2 separate regions of the Sus scrofa genome follow, and region 1 is linked to region 2. The links are chromatin contacts, called in public HiChIP or PLAC-seq maps. All regions are on one chromosome and are shown on one strand. Each heading gives the region's core, a stretch centred on a gene start, on an enhancer-like site or on the middle of the called end of the contact. The rest is flanking DNA. Distances are from core to core; before and after follow the strand shown.

Region 1 (3,978 bases), core at 537-3,036, 630 kb after region 2:
ATAAAATGGGGAAAAGACAGTCTTTTCATCAAGTATTGCTGGGAAACCTGGACAGCTGCATGTAAATCAATGAAACTAGAACACACCCTCACACCATGCACAAAAATAAACTCAAAATGGCTTAAAGACTTAAATATAAGACAAGACACTATCAAACTCCTGGAAGAGAACATAGGCAAAACGTTCTCTGGCATCAACTTTACAAATGTTTTCTCACGTCAGTCACCCAAAGCAGCAGAAATAAAAGCAAAAATAAACCAATGGGACCTTGTCAAACTGACAAGCTTTTGCACAGCAAAGGAAACCAAAAAGAAAACAAAAAGACAACTTACAGAATAGGAGAAAATAATTTCAAATGATGCAACTGACAAGGGCTTAATCTCTAAAATGTAGAAACAACTTATACAATTCAACAGCAAAAAAGCCAACAACCCAATGGAAAAATGGGCAAAAAACTTGAATAGACATTTTTCCAAAGATACACAGATGGCAAACAAGCACATGAAAAAATACTCAACATCCTTGATTATTAGAGAAATGCAAATCAAAACTACCATGAGATACCACCTCACACCAGTCAGAATGGCCATCACTAATAAGTCCACAAATACCAAGTGCTGGAGGGGTGTGGAGAAAAGGGAACCCTCCTGCACTGTTGGTGGGAATGTAAGTTGGTACAACCACTATGGAGAACATTATGGAGGTACCTTAGAAATCTATACACAGAACCACCATATGACCCAGCAATCCCACTCTTGGGCATATACCCAGGCAACTTTCCTTAAAAAAGACACATGTACCCACATGTTCTTTGCAGCACTATTCACAATAGCCAAGACATGGAAATAACCTAAATGTCCATTGACAGATGAATGGATTAAGAAGATATGTGACATATACATAATTGAATACTTCGCTGCCATAAAAAAGAATGAAACAATGCCATTTGCAGCAACATGGATGGAACTGGAGATTCTCATACTGAGTGAAGTAAGTCAGAAAGAGAAAGTCAAATACCATATGATATCACTTATATCTGGAATCTAATACACGGCACAAATGAACCTTTCCACAGAAAAGAAAATCTCGGACTTGGAGAATAGACTTGTAATTGCCAAGAGGGAGGAGGAGGGAGCAGGATGGATTAGGAACTTGGGGTTAATAGATGCAAACTATTGCCTTTGGAATGGATAAGCTATGAGATCCTGCTGTGTAGCACTGGGAACTATGTCTAGTCACTAACAATGGGGTACAATCACGTGAGAAAAAAGAATCTATACATGTATGTGTGACTGGGTCACCATGCTGTGCAGTAGAAAATTGACAGAACACTGTAAACCAGCTATAATGAAAAATGATCTTATTTTTAAGATCTCTAATGTGGCTTGAAGAGACAGGAAAAAATAGAGTGAAATAAGGGAGATTCATCTACCTGATGGTGCTGATACTTTAAAGGTAAATAAAATGAGAGAAACTGAAAATAGGGATAAAGCTTACATGATATTGGCCCCGGGATGAAATAACCCACTATAACCTCCAACAGCTGAGAAGCAAAAAAAAATTAATTCATTTGTAAATCTGGAGATTTTTCTTTCACATTACTTGGTGTTGGCAGGAGAGGGAATTTCAGGGATTTTGCTCCAGAAAAAGAGTCAGGAATACAGCAGGGCATGCAAGGAATAACATCTGCTGCCTTGTCACCCTCAAGGGTAGAAGCTGGGGCAGTGGCATCGGTGGTGAGCGAGAGGGATACCAACAGGAAATTGCTAAATTTCTACAGGAGAAAGTTAATCGGGAAATGACATCAGAGGTCTCAGCGAGGACTGTAATAAGCAGACAGGAACTGGGGTGTGGAGATTAGAAAACGCATGGGCCACGTGAACGGAGAGTTCACCTCTGTTTCAATCTCCAGCCTGGGTGAGGGTGCCCTGCGGAGCCTCAGCCCTGCTCAGGGCCCGGGAAAAACACAACAGCAACAAAACACAAGCACAGCTATTTCAGAACTCAGCCCAGAGACTGGACCAAAGGTTATAACTTCAAAAATGTGGGGACATCTACTTCCTACTGTTATAACAGCATTGCATTTTGAAGCTGTCAAAAGAGCACATTCCAAAGAGTCTAAGGCCGGAGAGAGAAGGGAATGTACTGAGAACACGGTCCCAGAGGAAGTGCCCCTGAGATGCAGCAGCGATGAAGTCAGCCAGAAGGCGGGGAGGATGGGAAAAGGTGCCCAATCCCCCACCTTCCACCCCCACCCGAGAATGCTGAATGGAGGGCAAAAGACACTCAAGGAATTTTTAAGGGAAAAAAAAAAAAATACTGAGAACCAGGCAGAAACAACTGACTATGGATACCACTGCAACAAAGATGCCAAAAACAACAAAATAGTTGAAACGCTCATGACCTCTCTTAACAGCGGCCTCATCTCTGTTCAGAGAAACTGTGGTTATTGGAGCTGGTAGGAAACAAAGGCCTGCCCTGGGCTCCTCAGACCACCTCTCCCAGGGAGCTCCCCAGCACAGGGAGCCATCATGGAGGGAGGGGGGTATAAATAGCCTATAAAGACAGAGATCTCCAACTTTCAGAATGTGAAAATCCCCCCAGTTAGAAGACTCCCTGATTCGGTTTCACTGGAGGGCCTTTTAACAGCAGCCAAACAGGAGCCCCAGAGCCAAGACCTTCACTTCCAACTTGACCTTCTCACCCACTAAAACGTGGGCAGGAGGAAAATGCAAAGAAAGCATCCTTATTTTTTCTACGGGACTAGCCTTCTGCAAAGCCCTGGAAGGACGCAGACATGGCTTAAACCAGTTGGGAGGCAGGTGCCCGGGTCTCTGGATTAGGGGAAGGAGGAGGGGCTGGGTGTGGCTCAGAGGATGCACCAGTGACAGTGATCAGTTTGGGTGCCTCTTGCAAGAACATTTAAAAGGGTGTGCTTGCTGATCTCAATAACCCAGCTAGATGCTAGAGTGAAGTGAAGGAGCACGGGTTGTAGAGTCCAACAGGGGCTGTAGAGGCCAAGAGACTCTACTACACTCTTCTGGGCCTCTTCCCTCATTTGAAAAATGGAGAGAGAATCACCACACCTACTTCAAAGGCTGCTGGTGCAGATTAAATGAATGATGTCTAAAAAGTGCTTCACAGGAGGACTGGTAGGAGACTAAGAGCTGGGTAAATACTATTAAGGAGTGTGTGTGTGTGTGTGTGTGTGTGTGTGTGTGTGTGTGTGTGTACCTGAAGTGCCTAAAAAGTAGTACACGACTCCCATTGGTATCACAAAGCTGCTGCAGGCCCTCTCCACCCCTCCAATACCAATAAGCAAATCGCAATGGCAAAGCAGTGACACCAGGATCTGTTACAAGGGAAGGCAGAGGCTGCCCTTACTCTTCCATCTAGTCCAAAAACCATCCTATTTCTCATCTCTAAAACTCTCCAAGAGATTAACAAAAAGTCCAAAAGATCCACAGCCTCCACCTTCTCCAGGCCACCCTGAAAATGATCAGAAGCAGGCAGGCAATAGGGTTCCAGGTAAAGGACTCTGAAGGTGCTTCCAGCTCCTCCCAGGGGAGAATCGGAGCTGATCTGCAAGTGGATGGATGGTCAAACATGAGCCTTAGAGGATGGGACTGCGGAGCCCTAGCCTTTAACTGCAGTGTTTCTAGAGGAGAAGGGGACCTCGATTCCCACCCTCTATCTCAGCTGGCCTGCCCTTAAAGGCAGAAAGGCACACCAGAGGCCCCGAAGCTGAAAGCCTCTTGCCTATAGTGGGTGGGTCCTCCCCAGGGAGAGAGCCCAATTCAGCCTTTAGTGCTCTGCAAGTCACTTCAGTCACTGGGGATCAGGCCAATGAAAGGGCTTCTAGAAGAAAGAGAAGTTATAAAGCCCAAAAGGTTGGATGGGTTTAACAGCAGGGACCAGGAAGGGGAGAGCAGGGCAACCCAGGATTCAGAGTCAAGGTCAGTGGAGTCTTCCAATTCT
Region 2 (4,155 bases), core at 936-3,435:
GTTTTCAATGCATAGGGCATTTATAGCAGTATCTCAACTTGGAAAAGAAGAAAATTAACCAGAGACTACTATTTTACTTCCAGTTCAAAATAAGGAGATAGTGATATTGTTTCGGGATATAGAAGGTCAGTCTTGGGTTAAACATGTGTTTTTGACAGAGCAATATTTAATTGAAAATAGACATCAAGCTATGATTTTAGTGTACTGATAAAAACTCTGATTTAAATATATTCTTGCTTTGCTGTAAGTTCTGGTTTAAAATATTTGAGGATTGCTTCCTTCAATGAGGCACAACCTATCACCAACAGATCATGTAGTTACCAAGTCAGCAGATGTTAGATGACTGAGCTCTTGGGTTTAGTTGGCCACAGTGGAGAACAGATTCATCTCCCTTACTGGGCAGTAGAAGAATGACCAACAGTTTGCGTGTTATAACTGCCATTAAATTTTTCCTCAAATTATATGCATTACTGTCAATATCAATGACTAACGAATTCCAAATTGGGTGAACAATATTATTCATTTAATAAATTTTGAAAATGGCACATTGAGTACCAGGCACTAAAGGTTCCCCCCAGGATGAAAGGACATGGAATATTTTGTCCTCAAAGAACTTAGGATCTATTCATTCAGACCACTTAGGAGCAGGTTTGGTCAATTGCCTGATAGGAGAAGAAAGTTGATATGTATAACTAAATTAAGTTCATGGGCTTTAATTTTTTATTCATTCAGAAAAGATCTAATTGAACATTTCTAAAATGCCAGGGGTTGGAAATATATCAGGGAACAAAGACAAATTTGCTGCCATGTGGATGGTACATTTGAGTTATGCCTTATGTTATAGAACAAGTATAATATAAGGCCAGGGGGTGAGTGAAAAAGAAAAAAAAAATAGAGTTAGGAAGATAGTAAATGCTAGGGACCAAGGTAGCTGTGATCTGGGAGGTCTTTCTGATAGTGTGAAAAGGGGCCACAACTTTAAAGGAGGAGGGAGCCAGGCACACTGGAGTCTGAAGAAAGAGAATTCTAGGCAGAGGGGACAGCAAGCATATAGGGTGAATTGACTAATCAGCTTGCTGTTCTTTTCTCCAATACAACCTGTAATTAGAATGATCCATAATTAGTCTATTATATAATGATTGCATTTTCTCCACTACCTAAAGTTTTCCTCATTAGCTCATTCAAACCTCTATGGTACCCTTTAGTAGACTACTAACTATTCTAGTGTTGAAAAAGATGACAAAAATAGCACTTGAATATTCTGAATTTATCTGATATGAAATTTGTTTCAAAAATCTTATCAAACAACATCCTAAAATGTTAAAAGGAAGCTTTACTATATTTTCACAAGAGCCTGAATTATTGTTGAGTTAGAACAGCAAAGGTTTAGAAAAAAAATCCATTAAAGAAGCTAGTCATAGGAAAATGTATTATGAAGGTAACTCAAATTCCAAACCAGAACATATGATTGTTTAAATCATATAGGTCATCACTGAACGGGCTAGTGAAATGAAGAGAGATGAGGAACGTAGCCATGATGACAAGGACATTCCCCCACACAAAAATAAATGCAAGGCTTTTCTTGACTTGCTTTTAAATGTGACTGATGACAAAGGTAACAAGCTGAGTCATGAAGATATTCGAGAAGAAGTTGACACCTTTATGTTTGAGGTATTTTATCTTATGTTATTTTCGGATATCATTAAACAAACTCCAGTTTTGTCTTTTTTTTTTTTTTTTAAGAATCTTTAGCGTTATTTTTATTTGTTTAATTTTAATAAATTTTCAGGCATACTCACTGCATGTGGAAGTTCCTGGGCCAGGGATTGAACTGACACCACAGTAGTGATGGATCCTTTACCTGCTAAGCCAGGAGAGAGCTCCTAGCATTATTTTTTAGAGTTTACTCAAGTTTTAAAGTAGCTTCACATAACTGAAGATGAGTCATTAAATTATAATTAGAAATTACAAAATGTAAGACCCTGATTAAGTACCAGCTCAACTTTCTTCTTCAGAAAAAGCTTTTGACTTGTGGTGGGTACTCGACAGACACATTGTTTTCTCAAGAAAACCTTAAACTCATCAGATTTTTCCAAGCAGCAAAGCAGCTAGAAATTGCTCTCACTTCCTTATGTGGCTTCATCCCTTTATTTTTTAATCTCTGAAAGCCAGAAGTCTGTCTCAGCACTACTTCCTTTTTGAAGTTCTAGCAACCAAGTGCTTAGTTCTTGATATGAGTTGCTGTAACTAAAGAGAAAGAGTGCTCTGAGAGAGAGTTTGACACATTTGCAATTCTAAAGGGATTTCTGGTCTTAAAATAATGAGAAGAAAGATGCAGTTTTTACAAAAGGTAATTCTGACATTATTAAATATTAAAAGAATGACTCAGTGTGTGGATTGCCAAATATAGACTAAGAAATGGGTTTTTTTGTTTGTTTTTGCTTTTTAGGGCCACTCCTGCATCCTATGGAAGTCCCAGGCTAGAGGTTGAATTGGAGCTATAGCTGCCTGCGGACACCACAGCCACAGCAATGCTGGATCTTAACCCACTGAGGGAGGCCAGGGATATAACATGCATCCTCATGGGTACTAGTCAGATTAGTTACTGCTGAGCCACAAGGGAACTCCCAAAAATGGTTTTTAAAAGCACACTGTGGCAATATCCTGGAAGTGGAGGAAAATGAAGGGTATCAGCAGTGTCTGAATGACTCAGCGGTTGCCAACTGTCGGTGGTATGAGTCGGCCCCTTCTTGCCATCTGGGCCCAGTGTACCTGGGGTGCAGCGTGCGCCAGGGCCAGCGCATTCTCCCTGGGATGCTGTGTAGAAAGCGAGCGGTGTCAAGGGTCCCTAGGCCCAAGGTCTCCTTCTGGCTCCGTGCTCGCTGGCGCTACAAGATTGAGCCAGTCATCCCAGGTCTTTGTCACAGTTTCCCTGTATATAAAAATAGAGAGATGGGGAGTTCCCGTCATGGCGCAGTGGTTAACGAATCCGACTAGGAACCATGAGGTTGAGGGTTCGATCCCTGCCCTTGCTCAGTGGGTTAAGGATCTGGCGTTGCCGTGAGCTATGGTGTAGGTTGCAGAAGTGGCTCGGATCCTGCGTTGCTGTGGCTTTGGCGTAGGCTGGTGGCTATAGCTCCGATTCGACCCTAGCCTGGGAACCTCCATATGCCGCTGGAGGGGCCCAAGAAATGGCAAAAAGACAAAAAAAAAAAAAAAAAAAATAGAGATTTGATCATTGGTTTTAAACCTCTTTTAAAGCAGAACACTTTATCGAAATTACATTTTATGCGTAAACTGGATATCTAAATTAGCTGAAAAGTAGAGCAGTACTTAGCCTGCGGGCTTTGGGGCAAAATCCCAGCTCTCACCTGTACTAGAGGAAGGACCTCGGGCACCTGATGGAGACTTTCTGGACCTCGGTGTCCTCGTTGACATAGACTGTGCCTAGCAGGATACTTAAGAGGGTTAGACTACAGATTTTTTTTTTTTTTTTTTTTTTTTTTGGTCTTTTTGCTATTTTTGGCTGCTTCTGTGGCATATGGAGGTTCCCAGGCTAGGGCTAATCGGAGCTGTAGCCACTGCCTACGTCAGAGCCACAGCAACGCAGGATCCGAGCCGCGTCTGCAACCTACACCACAGCTCACGGCAACGCCGGATCCTTAACCCACTGAGCAAGGCCAGGGATCGAACCCTCAACCTCATGGTTCCTAGTCGGATTCGTTAACCACTGCGCACGACGGGAACTCCACGACTACAGATGTTTTAAAGTGTGCCGAGAACCGTGCAGGCACTTGGGAAGCACGTAACAGGTACTGGCTACTGTTATTTGCTGTTGAGGTGGAGAGACCAGCCCACATCTCCACCCCGCATGCGCACACGCACCCATGGCCATATATCGGCACACTTACACATACATACACTCTCATACACACACCTTCACATCCACACACGGGCCCACACACATCCTTCTCCCACAGGAAACCTCTGCCTTTCTTGAAAACAGACTAATGATCTCTTTCTTCCAGCGCTAGTGTTCTCTGCAATTCTGTTTTTTCTTTTCGCATCAAATAGGAGGCGTAGCACTTGCAACTGTCAGATTGTGTCCTCCTCCGTGAGGCCGAGGCAGGCTATTACTAGACACTAAGGTATCCG

Evidence for each region. HiChIP or PLAC-seq counts read pairs in DNA pulled down with a chosen protein or histone mark.
Region 1: a contact with region 2 is called in an H3K27ac HiChIP or PLAC-seq map of alveolar macrophages. The contact joins two enhancer-like sites. A contact is called at or near these places in 1 of 47 Hi-C or Micro-C datasets (epiblast stem cells) and 1 of 2 datasets of contacts at active chromatin or transcription factors (alveolar macrophages).

Annotation. Positions count from the first base shown.
Region 1 is chr15:47,690,150-47,694,127 of Sscrofa11.1, forward strand. All of the region lies in intron 1 of PLEKHA2 (pleckstrin homology domain-containing family A member 2), which reads right to left. Among named protein-coding and RNA genes, the nearest start is that of PLEKHA2, 5.1 kb to the right of the region's middle. Within about 2 kb of position 1,787, at least 31 of the 83 cell types and tissues checked have an H3K27ac peak or open chromatin away from gene starts, as enhancers often do. A contact at or near this core is called in alveolar macrophages, where this site is marked.
Region 2 is chr15:47,057,431-47,061,585 of Sscrofa11.1, forward strand. The region is part of intron 6 of CYP4V2 (cytochrome P450 4V2); the gene reads left to right. Among named protein-coding and RNA genes, the nearest start is that of KLKB1, 12 kb to the right of the region's middle. Within about 2 kb of position 2,186, at least 4 of the 83 cell types and tissues checked have an H3K27ac peak or open chromatin away from gene starts, as enhancers often do. A contact at or near this core is called in alveolar macrophages, where this site is marked.